2 separate regions of the Ovis aries genome follow, and region 2 is linked to region 1. The links are chromatin contacts, called in public Hi-C maps. All regions are on one chromosome and are shown on one strand. Each heading gives the region's core, a stretch centred on a gene start, on an enhancer-like site or on the middle of the called end of the contact. The rest is flanking DNA. Distances are from core to core; before and after follow the strand shown. Region 1 has its middle 36 kb from the start of SPINK4. Region 2 holds the start of LOC121818502 (histone H3.3A-like).

Region 1 (4,871 bases), core at 888-3,387:
AAGCCTTCTTGGAACTGTTTTGTGTTTCTCCCTGTACAATAGTTCAATAAGGAGTAGAAGAATCTGGACAGGAGGGAACGGTCCCTGGTAGGCTGCTTCCAGGGAAAGGAAAGAGCCTCTTTCTAATGTAATAGCTAGGGCCCATGGAGAAGGCAATGGCACCCCACTCCAGTACTCTTGCCTGGAAAATCCCATGGACAGAGGAGCCTGGTAGGCTCCAGTCCATGAGGTCGCACAGAGTCGGACACAACTGAAGTGACTCAGCAGCAGCAGCAGCAGCAGCAGCTAGGGCCCCAAATGGGGAGAGGTTAGATACCAGTCCCCTCAGCTGGTCTAACTCAGCTGGAGCTTTGCTTTAGGCAGGGAGCTTTCCTTTGTTCCAGAGGATGCTGCTTCATGATAGTGTTGGCATCACTCAATGCTCTTCTTCCTGCCTGGGACGCTTTCCCTCCTCAACATCCTAATTCCCCTCTTCTTCTACCCAACTCCTGCCCCATCCTTCAGTTCTCAGCTTTATGTTCTCACAACCCTGTGATATGTTCTGTAGGGGAGCAAAATTTGCCACCCCAGAATATGTCTCTTTGGCAAGAGGAAGAAACAAAAGACTTGAGAAGTGTTTTCTTTTCACCTCCCTGCTAACTGTCTAAAAAGAATTCAGAGAGAGAGCCTTCTCAAGGAAGAGAACTACCACCAGAGATATCTACTGCTGCTGCTGCTGAGTCACTTCAGTCGTGTCCAACTCTGTGAGACCCCATAGACAGCAGCCCACTAGGTTCCTCTGTCCCTGGGATTCTCCAGGCAAGAATACTGGAGTGGGTTGCCATTTCCTTCTCCAAAGCATGAAAAGTTAAAAGGGAAAGGGAAGTCGCTCAGTCGTGTCTGACTCTTAGCGACCCCATGGACTGCAGCCTACCAGGCTCCTCTGTCCATGGGATTTTCCAGGCAAGAGTACTGGAGTGGGCTGCCATTGCCTTCTCCAAGAGATATCTACAGTATAATACAAACTAGGTGTGGTACATGGGGCGGAAACTGGCAAAGTCTGTTAAAATTCTTCTTCTCTGTGTCCCATTGTTTCTACATGGCCCAGCAAACATTTGTTTACTAAACATTTGCTCTTTTTTCATCTCCTATAAATTGCCTTCCTTCCCTTTGAAGTCCTGGGCAGCGCCCCCTTCTCTTTAGCCCAGAATGACTTATATATGCTATTTTTATGTGTCTTTGGAATCTCTCATGTTAATGTGGATTTCTTGAACCTAAGTGATTACATTTGATTTTTTCCTGTTAGTCTGTCTCATGTCAATTTAACTTTTAGACCAGTCAGAAGAGCTGAGAAGGGTAGAGGAACAATTTTTTTTTCTTTCTTGGCAGTTCTCATAAGGGCTTCCCTTGTGGCTCAGCTGGTAAAGAATCCGCCTGCAATGCAGGAGACCTGGGTTCAATCCCTGGGTTGGGAAGACGCCCTGGAGAAGGGAAAAGCCACCCACTCCGGTATTCTGGCCTAGAGAATTCCATGGACTGTATGTATAGTCCATGGGGTCATAAAGAGTTGGACACAACTGCGCGACTTTCACTGGTGGCTCAGATGGTAAAGAATCTGCCTACAATGCAGGAGACCTGGGTTCGATCCCTGGGTCAGGAAGATCCCCTGGAGAAGGTAATGGCCACCCACTCCAGTATTCTTGCCTGGAGAAATCCATGGCACACATAGGGGCTGATGGGCTATAGTCCATGGGGTTGCAAAGGGTTGGACACAAATAAGCAACACTTTCACTTTCACTTACACTAACTGTGGCATTTTATGGTTTAATATTAGGAAACTGCCATGTAAGTTGGTTACATTATCTATGAATGCTGAGTGACACTTAAAAGTATTATAAGAAACCGGCACTGGTTGGCATAAAGTTGAGAACTACAAGGAGTAGGTGACTCACTGCCAGCAGTCTAAGTGCTCGGTAAACAGTCAGTACCGATTGTTAAGAAGCTGTTATCACCCTTCATCACCTCCAAGCATCCTGTGTTGAGGGCTTAGGAGAACAGACCCGCTGGGAGTCACCAGCTCGGTAGGTCAGGGAGAAGAGGGCGCAGTCTGGGAGCCAATTCCCCAGGCTGTGGTGCTGAGTGACTTCAGCCTGGGTCTTGAGCAACCGACACTGACATCATAGACCTCTCCCTCAGAAACAGGGTGTCTCCAGAGGTAGGCACTTTCTCTTCAGCCCTGAAAGCCCCACTGCGTCCTTCAGCAGGTGCGCCTGCGCGGCACCCTGCCCACAGACCCTCACCCTGGCCTTTCCCCCAAAGCCGGGAGGCCGGGCCAGGCCAGCCTCCAAAACCGCAAGCCAGACACGCCCGGCCTGGCTGACGTCAGCGAGTTGGCCGGATGGGGGCGGAGAGCGGGGGTGGGGTTGGCCTGGAAACCCGACCGTCCCACCCCCAGGGGAAGGGAGGAGGTGAGAGAATTGGGAGAAGAGCTAGGAGAAAGGCAGGCGGGGACGGGAAATGGGTCCACCAAAGTCTGACTCAGGCCAGTCTGGACAGCCGTGGGGAGGGGAAATGGGTACCGTGTTACCTCGCCGCTTGAAACGTGATATTCAAGGCCCCTGCCTGCCTCTGCATGCTCATCTCTCTGCCTTGCCTGGGACCATCCCACAGAACGACTGGTAGATCCCTTCAAAGGCCAGGCTAATCCATGCCTGTGTGCCTTTGGGTACACAGTACTTTGCCTGAATTGCTTTTCGCTTATCTAGCCTGGGGCTTCCTATAAAATGTCACTGTCTCCATGAAGAATTTCCCAGTCCAGACATAATTCCTCTTGTCTCTGTGTATAGATGTCTAAGATAGATGAGAATGTCCATTTATCACTTTGGTACAGTGTTTGAAAACTTCAGCAGGCATCAGAATCACCCAGAAGGCCTGTTAAAGCACAGACTGCTGATTCCAGAGTTTCTGCCTCTATACTGGTCTGGAGTGGTGTTGGAGGAGGAATGGAGAGGGCATGACCCCTGATTGACCTTCCAGCTGGACCCAAAGTAGTCGCAGGCTTCTCCCCCACCCTCTATCTTTGGAATGTTCGCTGGGCCTACTTTCCCACAGTGGGAGCTGTTTCAAGGTCACAGCCTTGAGAGAGAAAGGTGGTGTTGAGACTTTTGTGCTGAATATAGGACTGAATCCAGTTACGGTCTCTTTAACTTGAAGGCTTTGGAGCTTTGGTGCAGGGATCTACTCTTCTTGCAGCTGCCCCACTACTAAGACAGGAGGTAGATCCACTCCCCCCACACCCTCCCCAGGGAAAGCAATTTGAGTTCATTCCCTGTGGACAGAAATTCCAAAATATCAGTAGCAGGACAATCCAGAGGGGAGGCTGGGCCCTGCCCAGGTAGAAGATAAGAGACCACATATTTCTCATTCTTGAAGTCAAGGAAACCTTCACCAGTAGAAACCTCCTTGGACATCAAAAGGGGAGTGACACCTAATCTACCCATAGGCCTCTTGGGTGGAATCCATCTTGGCTGAAAGAAGTACACACACACACACACACACACACACACACGAGAGAATCCTGCTGCTGCTAAAAGTCGCTTCAGTCGTGTCCGACTCCCACGGTAGGCCACCAGGATCCCCCGTCCCTGGGATTCTCTAGGCAAGAACACTGGAGTGGGTTGCATCCTGAGAAGTACCAAATATGGACTCAGAACCAGACAAATCAGAATGATTGGCCAAAGGAAACCTGGAACACATGCCCCATAAACGTAATTCAAACTACCAGGAGGCCACGACTTTCTCTCTGAGTCCCTCCCCCCCCCCCCCCCCCCACCCCCCCCACCCCCCCCCCCCCCCCACCCCCCCACCCCCCACCCCCCCAACCCCCCGCCCCGTGGGTCTATCCACATGTACTGTACTCTTTCTCTCCTGATAAACACTTTGCTTGCTTCACTACTTTTCATCTTTGTGGGAATTCTTTTCTGCAAAACCGAGGAACCAAGGCCTTGTCAATGACCAATGGTCTAGTGCCTAGAAAGTGGCGCTCTCACTGCTGAGACTCATCCTTAACCTCTGGCCCGGACACCCTGCTTCAAACCTCTGCAGGCCAAGGCCACCTGAGATCACTATCACAAATTATGCAACTGGGTTTCCCAGTGTTGCAGGGAAGAAGCAATTCTGACTCCATAATGAATCTGTTTCTTTGACTTTTAAAAAAATTTATTTATTTATTTATTTGGCTGTGCTGAGTCTTCACTGGGGCACTTGAGATCCTCGATCTTTATTATGGCATGTAGAATCTTTTAGTTGTGACATGTGGGCTATAGTTCCCTGACCAGGGATCGAACTCTGGCCCCCTGCATTAGGAGTGTGGAATCTTCGCCACCGGACTACCAGGGAAGTCCCTGTTTGCTTGACTTTAACCTTTGTTTTTCGTCGCTTTTTTAATTGTAATCATACATAGTGACCTGCCTCAGGAAACCCTGTTCCACATCCCCTCCTTTTCCTCTCTGAGTCTGACACAAAGAACATGGCCTGCCCTGAGTGCAAACAGGTGGTGAGTAAGTGGCAAGCCTAAGACAGTTGTGTTGAAGTAAGAGTGGCGATTCCGGGAGAAGTAAGAGATTGGCCGTTCCAGGAGATATCTACAAGATAACGATTTTTACTTCCTCAATTCCTCCTGTTCTCTGTCCTATAAAAAACTTTGGTATCCAGATCCCAACAAGATGGTTATTTTGAGACATCAGTTTGGCATCTTCTCAGTCAGCCAGCCTCTCAGTTAATTGGCCTGTCGAGGGGCAAGTAGACCAAGCTTGGACTTGGTAACATCACGTTTGTGGAAATCTCAACAACCAACATACCCAGAGTGCAATAGACGAACCTCTTCCTGAGAA
Region 2 (4,871 bases), core at 981-3,480, 130 kb before region 1:
CAATTACTGATAATAAAAAACATGCAGCAGCTCAGGGCTGGGAGAATGATCTGTTCCCATTTTTGATTCAGGGTCTGAAGTATGGAATGCTTTCCAACTCCTGCCAACTCCTAGCTGTCTTCATCGCCAGCACTCTCCATCATCCTTCTTTGTTTTACTTTTCTCCACAACACTTACCACCATCTGTAAGCCTATTTTACTTACTGCTGTTTTCCTTCCTTTCTGTAAGGGCAAGGACTTTGGTCTGCTTCATTCACTACCATATTCCCAGGGCTAGAGCAGGTACACAGCAGACTTCAATATTTTCTGAATGAATAAACCTCCCTTCCTCCTATGGCAGATCCCTCCCTTACACTCATGATGCAAATGTAAAATCTGCCAATTTAATTATTAAGCGTTGGCAAGAGCAAGTAGAGGATGGAGTCCTGGAAAAGTTCACTGAAGACTTTCTTCAGTCACTCATTAGTACCCCTCTCCCCCAAATCTATCATTCTCCTGGCCCAGTTTCCACATTCTGTCCCTCCCTTGTGGCTACACAAAGCTCACGGGCCAACCAAAATTCAGCGCCACACGGAACCTGATAAAACAAGTAGCTTTCATTCCAAAGACAATTACTGAGCCTCTACGATGTACTAGGAACTGAGACTGTGATGAAAAGCAGCCCCTAGGCGCCGACATAGGCTAGAAGGGTGGGCAAACGGTGACAATACCAGATTAAGAGCTAGGCAGAAAAAAACAGAGGGCCGTGTAAGCACAGGGGAGGAAACAAACCACCGTGCTCAATGGGGGCAGGAAGAGAGGGAAGGCTAAGAGTGCAGCCCCCTTGTGCAGATGAGACCGGAGTCCTGACTGGATGGCTAATCTGCTCAGTCTCAGGGCGCATCAGGAGTCGGCGAGGGCTAGAACTCAGGTTTTGCAGGCACGTCCTACCCCTAGCCCCGCGCCGCTTTCCACCAGGCTTTGGGCTTTCCGTTCGCTACTTTCTTGCGGGCCCGCCCCTGAAGCAGTCAGATCCCAAAAGCTTCTTTGTGGGGAAGTAAATACCCCTCCACTCCCAACCTCTGGGACGCCTCCCTCGAGCAGCTTCTACCCCTCAACTCATCGACTCCCGGCCCGGCCACTTCGCGAACATCCGACACCACGAGACTCACTCGGAGGACTCGATTTCGATCGACATAGCGCTGTCTTTCCGGGCGCAGGCCCCACTCCACTCTCAGGCCCAGCCGCACAACGCACCAACGCCACCTCCGGCGACTCACGTACGTCACTTCCGCTCGACGTCGAGCCCCCTCGCTCCGGAGGCCGTGTGTACGGAAGAGGAGGGAGGACTACGTGTGGGGCGGGGCAGTGCTGGGCGGGGCTTGCACGCAGGGCGGTGCAGGGCGGAGCTTCGAGGGCGTTTCAGAAGTCTGAACCTAAGTGCCTGGTCCAGAGAATTCTTCATTCTCTCTAAAGAAAGAGTCGTTCTTAAAGGACTGGTTTCTAAATGTTGCCTTTTAAATTTTTACTTAGTTTAGATTTAAAGATAGGGCTGACAGACATAGAGAACAGACTTTTGGACAGAGTGGGGGAAGGAGAGGGTGGGATGAATTGAGAGTACAGGAGAATCATATATATTACCATAAACAAAACAGATAGCTAGTGGGAATTTGCTGTATGACTCAGGGAGCTCAACCCAGTGCTCTGTGACAACCTAGATGGGTGGGATGGGGTGGGAAGTCGGAGGGAGATTCAAGAGGGAGGGTACGTATGTATCAGTACAGTTCAGTTGCTCAGTCGTATCTGACTCTGCAACCCCATGGACTGCTGCATGCCAGGGTTCCTTGTCCATCACCAATTCCCAGAGCTTGCTCAAACTCATGTCCATCGAGTCGGTGATGCCATCCAACCATCTCATCCTCTGTCGTCCGCTTCTTCTCTGCCTTCAATCTCAAGACCAGCCTCAAGAACTTCTCCAGTGAGTCAGTTCTTCACAACAGGTGGCCAAAGTATTGGAGCTTCCGCCTCAGCATCAATCCTTCTAATGAATATTAAGGGCCGATTTCCTCTAGGATTGACTGGTTTGATCTCCTTGCAGACCAAGGGACTCTCAAGAGTCTTCAACACCGCAGTTCAAAAGCATCAATCCTGAGTTGTATTCGCAGCCACCACCGCGCCGCCGTCGCTCTCCAACGCCAGCGCCTCTTCTGGCTCTCGGAGCTCCAGCCGAAGGAGAAGGTGGGTAAGTAAGGAGGTCTCTATACCGTGGCTCGTACAAAGCAGACTACCGGCAAATCGACCGGTGGTAAAGCACCGAGGAAGCAACTTGCTACAAAAGCCGCTCTCAAGAGTGCGCCCTCTACTGGAGAGGTGAATGAACCACATCGTTACAGGCTTGGTACTGGGACACTCCGTGAAATTAGACGTTATCAGAAGTCCACTGAACTTCTGATTAGCAAACTTCCCTTCCAGCGTCTGGTGCGGGAAATTGCTCAGGACTTCAAAACAGATCTGTGCTACCAGAGTGCAGCTATTGGTGCTTGGCAGCAGGCAAGTGACGCCTATCTGGTTGGCCTTTTTGAGGACACCAACCTGTGTGCTATCCATGCCAAACGTGTAACAATTACGCCAAAAGACACCCAGCTAGCATGCCGCATACGTGGAGAACGTGCTTTAAGAATCCACTATGACGGGAAACATTTCATTCTTTAAAAAAAAAAATTCTCTTCTTCCTGTTATTGGTAGTTCTGAACTTTATTTTTTTTCCATGGGGTCAAAAGGTACCTAAGTATATGATTGCAAGTGGAAAATAGGGGACAGAAATCAGGTATTGGCAGTTTTTCCATTTTCATTTGTGTGTGAATTTTTAACATAAATGCGGGAATATAAAGCGTTAGTGAAAGTCAAAATGTTTCAGTGAACAAGTTTCGGCAGTTCAACTTTATAACAATTATAAATAAACCTGCTAAATTTTTCTGGACAATGCCAGCATTTGGATTTTTTTTAAACAAGAAAATTTCTTATTGACTGCAACTAAATGGTGTTTGTAGCATTTTTATCATACAGTAGATTCCATCCATTCACTATACTTTTCTGAGTTGTCCTGCGTGCAAGTACATGTTTTTAATGCTGTCTGTCTTCTGTGCTGTTCCCGTAAGTTTGCTATTAAAATGCATTAAACTATATATATAAAAAAAGCATCAATTCTTTGGCACTCAGCTTTCTTTATGGTACAACTCTCACATCTGTACATGACTACTGGAAAAACCATAGCCTTGACTAGAATGACCTTTGTCAGCAAAGTAATGTCTCTGCTTTTTAATAGGCTGTCTAGATTTGTGATAGCTTTTCTTCCAAGGAGCAAGGGTCTTTTAATTTCATGGCTGCGGTCAACATCTGCAGTGATTTTGGAGCACAAGAAAATAAAGTCTGTCACTGTTTCCATTGTTTCCCCATATATTTGCCTTGAAGTGATGGGACCAGATGCCATGATCTTAGTTTTCTGAATGTTGAGCTTTAAGCCAGCTTTTTCACTGTCCTCTTACACTTTCATCAAGAGGTTCTTTAGTTCTTCGCTTTCTGCCATGAGGGTGCTGTCATCTATATATCTGAGGTTATCGATATTTCTCCCAGCAATCTTGAGTCCAGTTTGTTTTTCATCCAGCCCAGCGTTTCTCATGATGTACTATGCATATAAGTTAAAATAAGCAGGGTGACAATATACAGCCTTGACATACTCCTTTTCCTATTTGGAACCAGTCTGTTGTCCCATGTCCAGTTCTGACTGTTGCTTCCTGACCTGTGTACAGATTTCTCAAGAGGCAGGTCAGGTGGTCTGGTATTCCCATCTCTTTCAGGATTTTTCAGTTTGTTGTGATCCACACAGTCAAAGGCTTTGGCATAGTCAATAAAGCAAAAATAGATGTTTTTCTGGAACTCTCTTGCTTTTTGATGATCCAACGGATGTTGTCAATTTGATCTCTGGTTCCTCTGCCTTTTCTAAATTCAGCTTGAACATCTGGAAGTTCTTGATTCATGTACTGTTGAAGCCTAGGTTGGAGGATTTTGAGCCTTACTTTGCTAGTGTGTGAGATGAGTGCTATTGTGCAGTAGTTTGAACATTCCTTAGCATTGCCATTCTTTGGGATTGGAATGAAAACTGACTTTTTCCAGTCCTATGGCCACTGCTGAGTTTTCCAAATTTGCTGGCATATTGAGTGCAGCACTTTCACAGCATCATCTTTTAGGATTTGAAATAGCTCAACTGGAATTCCTATGTATACCTATGAAATTCATATGTGTACCTATGGCTGATTCCTGTTCATGTATGACAGAAACCAACACAATGTTGTAAAGTAATTATACTCCAATTAAAACTAAATAAATTAATAAAAGATAGGGCTGATTAATACATTGCAAACCAGGCAATATTTGCAGGAAAAGTTTATTGAGTTTAAATAAATGAAAGACTTTGAAGCCAAAACACAGTTTAATTAATCTAATTAGGAAAAGTTTGAGACTCAGGATTTGCATACTCATTTCTTAGAAAGACCTAAATTATTTGTAGCCTGTTTTTCCAACTAAGCATTTAGTTGAAAATGGTTTCACAGCAGTGGTACAATTAGTGGAAAAAGAATGAAACCAGATGCAAATCTGTAAAGGGAGATTTGAGACTTCTTTTAATAGACTTGAAACCATACATCCATTAAATTAGTAGAGTCAAATGAAATGTAGATATATCAATGAATTTCATATAAATTACTTTAAAAAAATATTTTATTGCCATCCTGTACAATTTTTTTTAATTTGCAGCACAATGATAAGAAATCTATGTTGTAAAAATTACATATTGAAATGATTTATTTGGAGATTTTCTACCGGTTTTCAGTCTT

The links. A called contact is a pair of places that touch in the nucleus more often than the background predicts.
Region 2: a contact with region 1 is called in a Hi-C map of blood, with 3 times the contacts expected there. The contact joins the promoter of LOC121818502 here to the enhancer-like site in region 1. A contact is called at or near these places in 3 of 16 Hi-C or Micro-C datasets (blood, liver and tail adipose tissue).

Annotation. Positions count from the first base shown.
Region 1 is chr2:37,946,342-37,951,212 of ARS-UI_Ramb_v3.0, reverse strand. No RefSeq gene overlaps it. Among named protein-coding and RNA genes, the nearest start is that of SPINK4, 36 kb to the right of the region's middle. Within about 2 kb of position 2,137, at least 40 of the 54 cell types and tissues checked have an H3K27ac peak or open chromatin away from gene starts, as enhancers often do. A contact at or near this core is called in liver, where this site is marked.
Region 2 is chr2:38,074,020-38,078,890 of ARS-UI_Ramb_v3.0, reverse strand. LOC121818502 (histone H3.3A-like) reads left to right here and starts at 2,230. Exons shown (of 1, transcript XM_042242683.2): 1 at 2,230-4,871. The coding sequence starts at 2,230. The coding sequence ends at 2,691. SMU1 (SMU1 DNA replication regulator and spliceosomal factor) reads right to left here and starts at 1,257. Exons shown (of 11, transcript XM_060409155.1): 1 at 1,152-1,257. The coding sequence starts at 1,177.